Linked DNA regions of Macaca mulatta: region 2 is linked to region 1. Evidence: chromatin contacts called from public Hi-C data. All regions are on one chromosome and are shown on one strand. Each heading gives the region's core, a stretch centred on a gene start, on an enhancer-like site or on the middle of the called end of the contact. The rest is flanking DNA. Distances are from core to core; before and after follow the strand shown. Region 1 holds the start of DCAF1 (DDB1 and CUL4 associated factor 1). Region 2 holds the start of TEX264 (testis expressed 264, ER-phagy receptor).

Region 1 (5,384 bases), core at 1,740-4,239:
CTCCTCCCAGTGGTGCAGGACCCATGTGCCAGAACTAAGCCAGGTGTGTGGGCCTGGATTGTCTGTAGCTTTGTATGTGCATATGCTTAGATGTGGAAGTATTTGTTGTGCGGACTAGGTGCCTAATGTGTAGTGTGCATGCTTGTGTATCTGGCACATGTGGGTAATACTTGAACTGTGAAATATGCCACCAAGCACACTTGGAATGCGTGAGCAGTTGGGAAAGCCTGGGTGCTCCCTCTTCCCCTTCCCAGAGGTGGGAAGGAGGTGTTTGAAGGTGCCTGCAGGTGTGTGCCTGTGTGTGTGTTGGGGAGGGGGAGGTGTTGGCAGGGGCAGAGGAGGCTGCAGGAGTTAAGAGTGCAGAATCCTGAGGGTGTGGCTGCTGGACAGGCCCTGTTTGTCTCCTGCTCTGCTTCCCCTGCCTCCTAGGCCCTGGCTTCTCCAAAGCCCCTTCTTAATGCTTCTTGCTCCCATCACCAACCCAGGACCCCAGGCTGGGTTTCTGTTTTTAAAAAAAAATTATAAAAAAAAATTTTTTTTGAGATAGAGTCTCTGTCACCCAGGCTGGAGTGTAGTGGCACAATCACAGCTCACTGCAGCTTCAACCTCCCAAGCACTAACAATCCTCCCAAGTCAGCCTCATAAATAGCTGAGACTACAGACATGCACCACCATGTCTGGCAAATTTTTAAGATATTTTGTAGAGACAGTGGAGTGGGGGGGTGTCTCTCTATGTTGCCCAGGCTGGTCTTGAACTCCTGGGATCAAGAGATTCTCAGCCTCTCAAAGTGCTGGGATTACAGGCGTGAGCCACAGCACGCTGACCAGGTTGGGTTTCTGAAATGAAGCAGTGCCATCTGGTGGCAGGCTGAGGCAGTGCCAGGAGCTGGTGAGCTGGGCCTTGAGCTCCCTTAAGGGCTCTGCCTTTTAGGACCCCAGCCAGTGGAGAAGTCATCACTGGGCCGGCTAGACCATAGACAGAGGGGAGATATCTAAGGCTTAAATGTCCCATCTCCATACATTTTAGGTTCATGGCCCAGGAAAGTCACCTGAAGGAGTGCTGGAGGAAAGGCATGTGGGTTCCATTCCTTGATCTACCTCTCTGGGTTCAGATTTCTCATCTGTAAAGGTGATTAACCATATCTTCCCTGTGTGTGTGGCAGGGTAGTGAGGGTTAAATGAGAGAGTGTGGCTAGAACACTTGGCTCAGAGCCCAGCATGCTCTAAAGTTGAAAGAAATGGTAGTGGCCATTACTGATAGAGGCAAAGTTCCAGAAGCACAGAGAAGAAAGCTGTGTGTTGTTGCAGGAGAAAGAAGTGAAGAGAGGTGACATGTCTGTGGCGCTCCCAGCACACAGTAGAGTACACATTTAAGAGAAGGAGGATGGTCTCTTTTCTGGAAAGAGGGAAATGGGATCTAGTGGGGAGTGAAACCAAGGGAACCAGGATTCAGGTTCCTTACTAGCTGTGGAACACTGAGCATAGCGGCAGGCTTGCTGTGTCTTGTGTTCATGTGACAGTATTGTCCGTGAAGACTCATGGAAATGCACGGAGACTTGCTCAGCATTCCCAGAGAGATAATGAGCTGCGTAAGGCCTTGAAGGTTGGGTAGGATCTTGTCAGGTCAAGATTCTCCTCAAATGTGGAGTCATGTTTATCTTCTATGCCCCGCAAAAGGGACCGCTGGTCGGAGTAAGGAGTCTTCTGGTTCTGCTAATTGGTTGTGTGATGCTGGGCAAGTCACTCACTCCCTCTGGGCCTCATTTTTCCCAATAACATGAAGAAATTGAATTAAGTGACCTGTGAGGTCAGTCCTGCCTCAATCTATGAGCTTTTGATTTTTCACTTCTCTGCCTCACGTATAATACCTGGCAATAAGTATCTATTGATTCCTACAGGCTAGGTCTTGAACAAAAAGAGAGGCTGGGCGCAGTGGCTCATACCTGTAATCCCAACACTTTGAGGGACTGAGGCAGGAGAATCACTTGAGCCTAGAAATTCAAGACCAACCTGGACAACACAGTGGGACTCCGTCTCTACAAAAATTTTAAAAAATTAGCTGGGTGTGGTGGTGCACACCCGTAGTCCCAGCTACTTGGGAGACTGAAGTGGGAAGACAGCTCGAGCCCAGGAGGTTGAGGCTGTAGTGAGCTGTGATTGCGCCATTGCACCCCAGCGTGGGTGACAGAGCGAGGCTCTGTCTCAAAAAAAAAAGACGGAGAACAAAGAGGCTGGGAGGCCCCGGTGGGTGGACCGCTTCAGCCCAGGAGTTCGAGACCAGACTGGCCAATATGGTGAAACCATGTCTCTACCAAATACACACACACAAAACAAAAACAAAAATTAACTGGGTGTCGTGGCATGCACCTGTAGTCTCAGCTGGAGGCTGAGGTGGGAGGACTGTTTGAGCCCGGGAGGCGGAGGTCGCAGTGAGCTGAGATCGTCACTGCACTCCAGCCTGGGCAACAGAGCGAGGCTCTGTCTCAAAACAAACACATAAAAAACAACTAGTGCCTTCTGTTTTAATGAGTGCTGTGATTTCTGATATGTTTATGAGAAAATATTTTCTTAGATCACGGTATGTTCTAGGTAAGATGAGGCAAATAGCCGAATAAAACAGAGGCTCTTTGCGCACACAGGTCAGAACAAGACACTAAAGCATCAGGCGATTATAGTACTGTCTTGGAAGGATTGACTCCCTCACTTTTCACTTCCGCTTTCCGAAGCAGCCAATGAGTACTCAGCAGTTCGCATTTATCCAAAAAAACTACAAATCCAGAAGTCAATGCGCGGGGCGAAGAGCTCATGCGTCAATTGGGACTGGTGGGCCCGCCCCTAGACGCGGAACTTCATTTCCCAGGCGTCCCCGGGGCTCTTCGATTTTCCTCGGATCGTGCAGGCGTTCTCCTCCCGCCCCTTGCTCACTGTCCTCGCGCCAAGTAGGCGCGCGCGCCCGCGCGCGCGGTGCACGTAGCGCGCGAGTGACGCATAATATGTGGGCCGCTGTGGAGCCGTGGTCGCGCTGTGTGTGTATGTGAGTGAAGAGTGAGTGCGGGACCTGAGGCTGTGTGTGTGAACTGTGGCCACTGGCGGGGTCGCGGGGGGGCAGTGGCGGAGCCGCCTCGGACGGTGAGTGGGAAATGGAGGGAGGCGACTCTACGGGAGGGGCGCGAGGAGGCAGGGCGCGTGGCTGGCCGGGCGGCAGAGTGGGCGCCGGGCTGGGGGAGGGGCGGCACCTGCTTGGGCCGCCGGCGAGGAGGGGGCGGGCCGGTCAGCCGGGAGGCTGGGCCCGGGGCCTGACAGGACTTTTCCTCCTCCTGATTCTTGTCCCGGGGGCGGGGCCTCCACGTTCTTCCTCCACTCCCCACGAGAAGCTTCCCGAGAGTAACTCTTCCGCCCGGAGTGGGGGGGCGGGGTGTGTCAGCCCCTACCTGGAGGGAGGGGCGCATGTCATATCCCTTGTCATCTTTTCCCTTCCAATCTTTCTAGTCTCTGTTCCGTACGGGCTTGGGGGGGCTCCATCTTCCGTACTATACGGCGGGCCCCTTCACGGACTGTGTCTCCGCCTCCAGCTCCAGTCACCTGGGCGGGCTCTCCAGTCTCTCGGCCTCGTGCCACCTCTCCCTGCACCCGCCCGGCTCTTGGACCTTGCGACGGGGGCGGAGCTTTCTGGTCACTCCTCTCATCCCCATGAAGAAGGGAAGGGTTGGAAAGAGGTGTGCGGGTCCCGCAGCCTGGAGTCAAACCTCAGAGTGCCCGCCAAACTTCCCGGGAGTCTGTTTCCGGGGGTTATAGTAGTTTTCAACTGGGGTTTCAGAAGCGTTTGCTTCACAACTTCACTTCCTAGACGGTTTTCTGTCTGGCTTCCTCTTACTGCAGTGGCAGCGCTCTGGTTTTCCATTTGTTGAGGAAATAGTTTTGGAGTGTTTGTATTAGTTATTTTTGAGTCAGAAATGACTTGTCCTTGGCCACGTCATGTTGGTCTCAGTTTTTCCTTACCCTGTTTTTTCGATGAAGCCTTTTAATTAGTCTTTACACGTTTTAATTTTTTATGTTAGTAGCATCTTCCTGTTCAAAATGCATTGTTAATGTACAGAATGAGAGGTTAATTGGTAATATCCTTCATTTTCTTTTTCCAGCTTACTGGAGTTTACCTTTAATGTTTATGTGTGTAAATGTAGACTTTAGGAATCGATTTAGTATTTTTCTTAATGATGTGAACATTTGGGTTTTCTATATAGCAGTTATTCATTACCCATTTTTGAGTAGGTATATATTTTTGGATGTTGAGATAATAGAGAATTTGGGGAATGTAGGGAAATCATTTTTTGCTCAGTACCTCTTGGGTAGTTGCTGAGTACAGTGTTTTACTGTTCTGCCTATTATACAGTTTTTAAATTTTTTATTTTTATTCATTTATTTTTTGTAGAGACAGTAGTCTTACTGTGTTGCCCAGGCTGGTCTGGAACTCAAGTGATCCTCCCTTGTCAACCTCCCAAAGTGTTGGAATTACAGGCACGAGCCACTACACCTGGACTGTTTTTTTTTTAGATACAGGATCTTGCTCTGTAGCCTAGGCTGGAGTGCAGTGGTGTGATCATAACCCTTTTTTTTTTTTTTTTGAGACAGAGTCTCGCTCTGTCACCCAGGCTGGAGTGCAGTGATGCGATCTCGGCTCACTGCAAGCTCCGCCTCCTAGGTTCACGCCATTCTCCTGCCTCAGTCTCCTGAGTAGCTGAGATTACAGACGCCTGACATCACGCCCGGCTAATTTTTTGTAGAGACAGGGTTTCAGTGTGTTAGCCAGGATGGTCTCGAGTGTGATCATAACTCATTGCAGCCTCTAACTCCTGGACTCAAAGGAGCCTGCTGCCTCAGCCTCCTGAGTAACTAGGACTGCAGGCACAGTCTACCATGATTGGGTAATTTTTAAATTTTTGTGTAGACTGTGTCTCGAAATGTTGCCCAACTGACCTCAAGTAATCCTCCCGACTTGGCCTCCCAAAGTGTTGGGATTACAGGCTTGAGCCACTGTGCCTGGCAAGTTTTTAATTTTTTTTTTTTTTTTGAGACGGAGTCTTGCCCTGTTGCCCAGGCTGGAGTGCAGTGGCATGATCTCCGCTCACTGCAACCTCCGCCTCCCGGGTTCAAGTGATTCTCATGCCTCAGCCTCTGGAGTAGCTAGGGATTACAGGTGTGTGCTACCACGCCTGGCTAATTTTTTTATTTTTAGTAGAGATGCGGATTTGCCATTTTGGCCAGTCTGGTCTTGAACTTTGGCCTCAAGTAATCCACCCACTTCAGTCTCCCAAAGTGCTAGGATTACAGGCATGAGCCATTGTGCCCGGCAAACAATTGTTAATATTATGCCATATTTTTTCTGT
Region 2 (5,384 bases), core at 1,431-3,930, 170 kb before region 1:
GCACCAGATACCAGCCAGCCTGCCTTTCCTCCACATTACCTCTTCCTCCCCACAGCTGAACCACGCCACCAGCCCAGCCTCCCCAAGCCTCAGGGAGGACTGCCAGAGGGAGGACTGGCAAATGCTAGGGTTCAAACACTTATTAATGAACAGGGAGACAAACCATACCGAACAAAAACCCGTGAGGGAAAATGTGCCTCAGGAAGAGAATTCCATAAGAAACTCTCCTTTTCTAAGTACATCTGGCCTTCAGGGACCTTGCAATCCAGCAAGCTCACCCATCCAGAACCAGAGGAAAGACCAGAGCAAAACGGCCTGAACAGCTAGAACAAAGTCCAACACTAAGCTTCCCAGACTTGAACCACCAATGTTAACAAGCTTCATCCCAATTTTCCAGCCCATAGAAGAAACAGTGAGGAGTAAGAGGAAAAGGCTGCTAAAAGGGGAGTCGCATAGCAGGAAGAAGTAAAAATTATCCATAAGAGGAAAAGAAGCTGTTCAACAGCAGGCCCAGGAACGTAACACAGAGGCCAGTGTGTGAGCTATTCAAGGCAGGCTGCCTAGGTCTTCAGGCAGCTTGGGGTCAGAGGCCTAACCCTCTTACAAGGAGGGCTTGACCTGAGTTGCCCAGGCGGGGGGAATAAATCACAGCCCAGAGAAGACTGTTTAAAGAGGAAGGGAGCCATGTGACCCACTGGGGGGACATTCCCACCTCAATTATTTAAAAGTAATATTTAACATTTAAAAAGTTTTGAAGCTGAAAAGGCCACACTGCAGCTTTGTGGAAAACTTAGCTCTGTGTAATTATTTCTTCCCTGTGGGTGCTGGGTGTTGATTTTATGCAAAAAAAAAAAAAAAAAAAAAAAACCGTCTTTGGAGTCAATGAGCACACAGTATTTGCTCACAAAGAGGCAAAGTAAATTTCTAAACTTTTTGTGTCAGGAAATTGAGGTGTTGCCCACTAGTCTCACCCATCTGTGCTTCTACCCATCAGTATCTCTCTCTTTTCTGCCTGTCCTACTCATCTCATCTCCAGTTACTTTCATTCCAATTTTATTTGATAATGATGAGAAATCTTCCACAGAACACTTACTATATGCCAGGAACTGTCTAAATGTTGAAACACAGCTACTTCATTACCTTAAAGCAATCAAGAGGTAGGTAAGGCTAAAGGTACAAGTGGTTAGAGGTTAAGAGACTTGCCTAAGGTAACACAGGTATTAAACAGAGCCACGTGGACCAAAATGCAGGCAACACAAGCCCAGACACTCTGACTCCAGGCCCCCATTTCCACTTTCTCTCTCTTCTCTGGTGACTGGCTTCCAGAAAGGCTCAAGCATTAAATCCTTGTTGGACATCTCTGAGCCCAAAGCTGGAAAACTCTCAGCATCTAGGCCCCCACTTGCCTTGGGAATGACAGACTCTCACCCTGATCTGCCATTTCAGCTGAACACTTCCTGTCTCCTCAAGGAAACTTAGTATCTACCTTTCTCTTCCTCTCACTTCCCAAACTGCTCAGAAAGGGGGGGGGGGGGAATGCACCTGTGCGTCTCAGAGGCTTGGTCGGCACGGGGAGGCGTAACATGAATTTCCCCTATATTCAAAAGTAAAGGAAGACGGTCTGGGAGTTCACCTGAAATGCCAGGCTCACTTTTAGTAACTGCTTGCATCCAGTGCGGCAGGAGCCGAGCGCTCCAGTGCTGGGAGCTGAAAGAACAGCCACCCCTGCCCAGGAAATAACCACTGAGCCGACCATCGTGCCCTGACTACCCTCCTCAGGGAAAGCCTACCGGGGCCTCTAAAGCACCGTCGTCCCATTCTCAAACCCTTTGGGGGAAATCAGAAGCTAAACCTAGCTTTACAAGGTCAGGGCTCTTCACTGGAGCTCTGGTCACGCCCCTCTTCCTGGAGGGCTCCAACCACACTTGGCGCTCAGAAACTGCCGCTGCCGCCGACCTTGGGCAGACTGCGCCCTCCCTCTAGCCTCGGTTTCCCCTCCGCTCGGAGGCCCGGCATGAACGCGTGCGGCCGGTGCCGGCGAGCGTCAGGGATGGCTGCGCCCAGCCGGCTTCCTGGTGCCGCTCACATGCGAGGCGGCGGAGGGCCGGGCCCTTAAACGGCCCCAGTCCTAGGCTAAACTTCGGTGCTAGCAGGCAGCGGGTGGACTATGGTGGGTCGGGGACCGCCGCCTCCCACTTTCGGATTCCAGCCCCTGCTCATCCCGGGCCTCGCCTATTTACTCAGAGCCTTTCTCTTCGCCCACCTCCTCACGGAGCCCCACGCACATCTGTAACTTAAGGGACGCTAAAGTTTGCAGCCCAGGCTGCGAGGCGCGGCCTTGGGGGACAGGGGCGGAGTTAAAACGCGACTCGCGCCTCTTTCCCCCACCTCCACGGCCCCGGGGCATGCCCTGCACCGGTGGCCGCCGCAGTGGGCTGCCCGTAAGAGTAGGGGCTGCCCCAACGTCGCATCCAGGCCCTCGGACCCGAGGCCATCTGTGGGCAAGACGATGCAAAGAGCGGCCCGGGCCGCGGGGGTCACGGAGGGGACACGGGGAGTCCTGAGGTCGCGCCAGGGCGGACAGGGGTCCCAGACCTACGCCCCAGCGGGTATGCCTCTTCTCTGGCCCGGCCCTCACCTCAGCAGCCGCCCGCTGCGGACGCCGATCCGCGCAGGCGGCTCAGGGCTCGGTTACGGAGCCTGCGCGCGCCCGCCGCGCACGCTCGCTCCGCCCCCTCTCGCGGCGGGACGTGGCCGTGGCCGTGGGCGCGTGCGCGCGGGAACCCGAGAGCGGAGCCTGCCCCGCCCCGTCTCCATGGCAACGGGCGTGCGCCTAGTCCCAGCGCCAGCTGCGGCGGAACCCACGGCGTACCTTCCCGCCTCCAACAAACTATCCGGTTGCTGAGGTTGATTTAGCAACACCCCCCGGCATCTGGGTTGCCAGGAGCACCATAATGACAGCCTGGCCCAGGCTTGGGTACGGGAGGCACCCCAGTGGTCCGCAGTAGAGGGCCAGGCTGGGGACCAGGGAGCTGGGGCTGAGGAGAATTTGTACAGGCTAAGGAGGTGCAGCACAGCAGTATCAGCCTCTGGCATTTGTACCACCTTTAGTCCTGCCACTTTCTCTCACTGTGGCTTCACAACAGACTTGGGAACCAAGCAAGGCATACACAGCTGAGGAAGCTGAAGCCCAGTCTGGGCTCGCGGAAGAAACTGGTGGATCCAATCTCTGCGTAGTGCAAATATCTGCTTCCTGCCTCTGTCCACCCATTCCCACTTCCGTGAGTACATTCATCCATGCAACACTTATTATCACTCCTTGCCAGGACAGTTCTAGGGGCTGGGGATAGAGTGAACAAAACCAAGGCACCGCCCTCCTGGAGTTCACGTTCCATGGGAATGCCCTTCTTCCAGGCTCCTCCCTCAGTGCCCGGGTTGTAGCTGGGGGAGGCTGGTCTACTTTTCTGGTTTAGCGATAACTTACGTGATTCCCACATCAAGTGTAAGCTCCTTGATGATTGGTTCAATCTTCGCCTCAAATTTCTGAGGACCTACAAACTACAAAGCACTCTTCTAGGGGCCCAAAGATAAAACGCTCCCCTAGTGAGAGTCCCGGACTTTTGGTGGGAGGTGGGGAACGTGACAACTATGCTTCTAAGCTTGGCTACAAGACCGGCGAGGCCAAGAGCTACTTTGGTATCCTGACAAGGACTGATGTTTGGGAGGGGATCCAGCAGATGGGAACACCACGAAGGTGGTGGTGGGAAAAGTCAGCAGTCACAGGGTGGTTCACCTTGTGGATCCCCACTACTGCACCAGCAAAGAGCAGGCTGGGCACACAGAGGCAGTCAGAATCCCAGCTTCCTTTCCCTGTGCTTCACATTCTTCCTTCTGCAGGCAGGGGAGATTGAACTTTATCTACAGGGCCAAGCCTGTCCCAGCTCTCTAGGCACACTGGCAGAACAGGCAGCTGGACCCTCACAGGCACTCCGGGCTGGGCCAGTGCAGGTCGCAGCAGTTGTTTTACCTATGAACATCAAGCACATGGTCAAACCCTCAGCTTAGGTGCCCCAGGCAGGCGGGCTACACACTTAGAAGCATTTCCTTTGACACAACGAGCGGCCATGGCCCAGGCTCAGAGACTGACAGCCTCTGCCTTCGGGGTCTGCGTGGTCATTTCTCCTGCTTCTCAGAAGGTGGTGAGCTTTTCCCAGGAAACCATTATAAGGAGGTGCCCATTCTTTATCTTGTTCTCTCTGCTCACTTCCTTTAGCCTGACTGGGGAACTCTAGAGCCCCACATCAGAGTTCAGCATGTGCCTCAGGAGCTTCAGCACCTCTTTTGTGGAAGGAGAGTCCGCTGGTGACTGGAGCTGCAGGCCATCACATCAGCCTGCCCAGCTTCACCTCAGGCTGCTTCCAACAGTGCCAAGTGAAGTCCCTTGGCAGGATCCCTGCAAGGCAGCGGCTGGCCACCAGGAGGCAGCAGCCTACTCTGCAAGGCACTTTCTTTACTCCAACCCCTTGTAACAAGTTGGAGGAAACAAGTTCGCCCAGCCACCTGCTACCACCCTCCACTCCCAATCTTTTTTTTTTTTTTTTTGAGACAGAGTCTCGCTCTGTCGCCCAGGCTGGAGTGCAGTGGCGCGATCTCCACTCACTGCAAGCTCCGCCGCCTCCCAGGTTCACACCATTCTCCTGCCTCAGCCTCCCAAGAAGCTGGGACTACAGGCCCCCACCACCACGCCCGGCTTATTTTTTTTTTTACATTTTTAGTAGAGACGGGGTTTCACCATGTTTTGCCAGGATGGTTTCAATCTCCTGACCTCGTGATCCGCCCGCCTCGGCCTCCCAAAGTGCTGGGATTACAGGCGTGAGCCACCACGCTCGGCCTCCACCCCCAATCTTATCTCCCAATAGCACAGATTCCCCTATCATGAGTCCAGACTTGGCCTTCATCTCCTCTTGCCTTCCTCTGTCCAAGGAATCACTACAGAGATTCTTTCTCTATCCTTCTTTGTACATTTCCAGAAAATTGTTTCCCCAGGGCCCCTCCCCTTGAAGAATTAAACAGGAAGCTGGAGTAGACTGTCCCTTCTTTCCCCCACCTCTCACACTCCAAAGCTCTGGTTAACTCTGTGGGCCAGTGACTTAGATTCCCCAACACGGATGACAATCAGAGAATACACATGCAGTAAGAATGCTTTCGCTGCCACCAGCCACTCACAGACACACCATCTCCCACCCTCTGAAGGCACTGTGCCCAATCCCCAGCCACTCACTGGTCTAGTCAGGGCTGCCCCTTCACTGGTCTTGCCTTGGCTGAGGACTAGCTAGCTTCAAGCCACTCTGAAGTCAGCTTGCTGTTTCCCCTGGAGCCTGGTA

What was found. A called contact is a pair of places that touch in the nucleus more often than the background predicts.
Region 2: a contact with region 1 is called in a Hi-C map of liver, with 7 times the contacts expected there. The contact joins the promoter of TEX264 here to the promoter of DCAF1 in region 1. A contact is called at or near these places in 8 of 14 Hi-C or Micro-C datasets (CD4 T cells, blood, cortical neurons and 4 more).

Annotation. Positions count from the first base shown.
Region 1 is chr2:114,967,935-114,973,318 of T2T-MMU8v2.0, reverse strand. DCAF1 (DDB1 and CUL4 associated factor 1) reads left to right here and starts at 2,989. Exons shown (of 27, transcript XR_013413983.1): 1 at 2,989-3,129.
Region 2 is chr2:115,140,515-115,145,898 of T2T-MMU8v2.0, reverse strand. It overlaps TEX264 (testis expressed 264, ER-phagy receptor), which reads right to left and starts at 2,680. Exons shown (of 5, transcript NM_001266193.1): 1 at 2,639-2,680.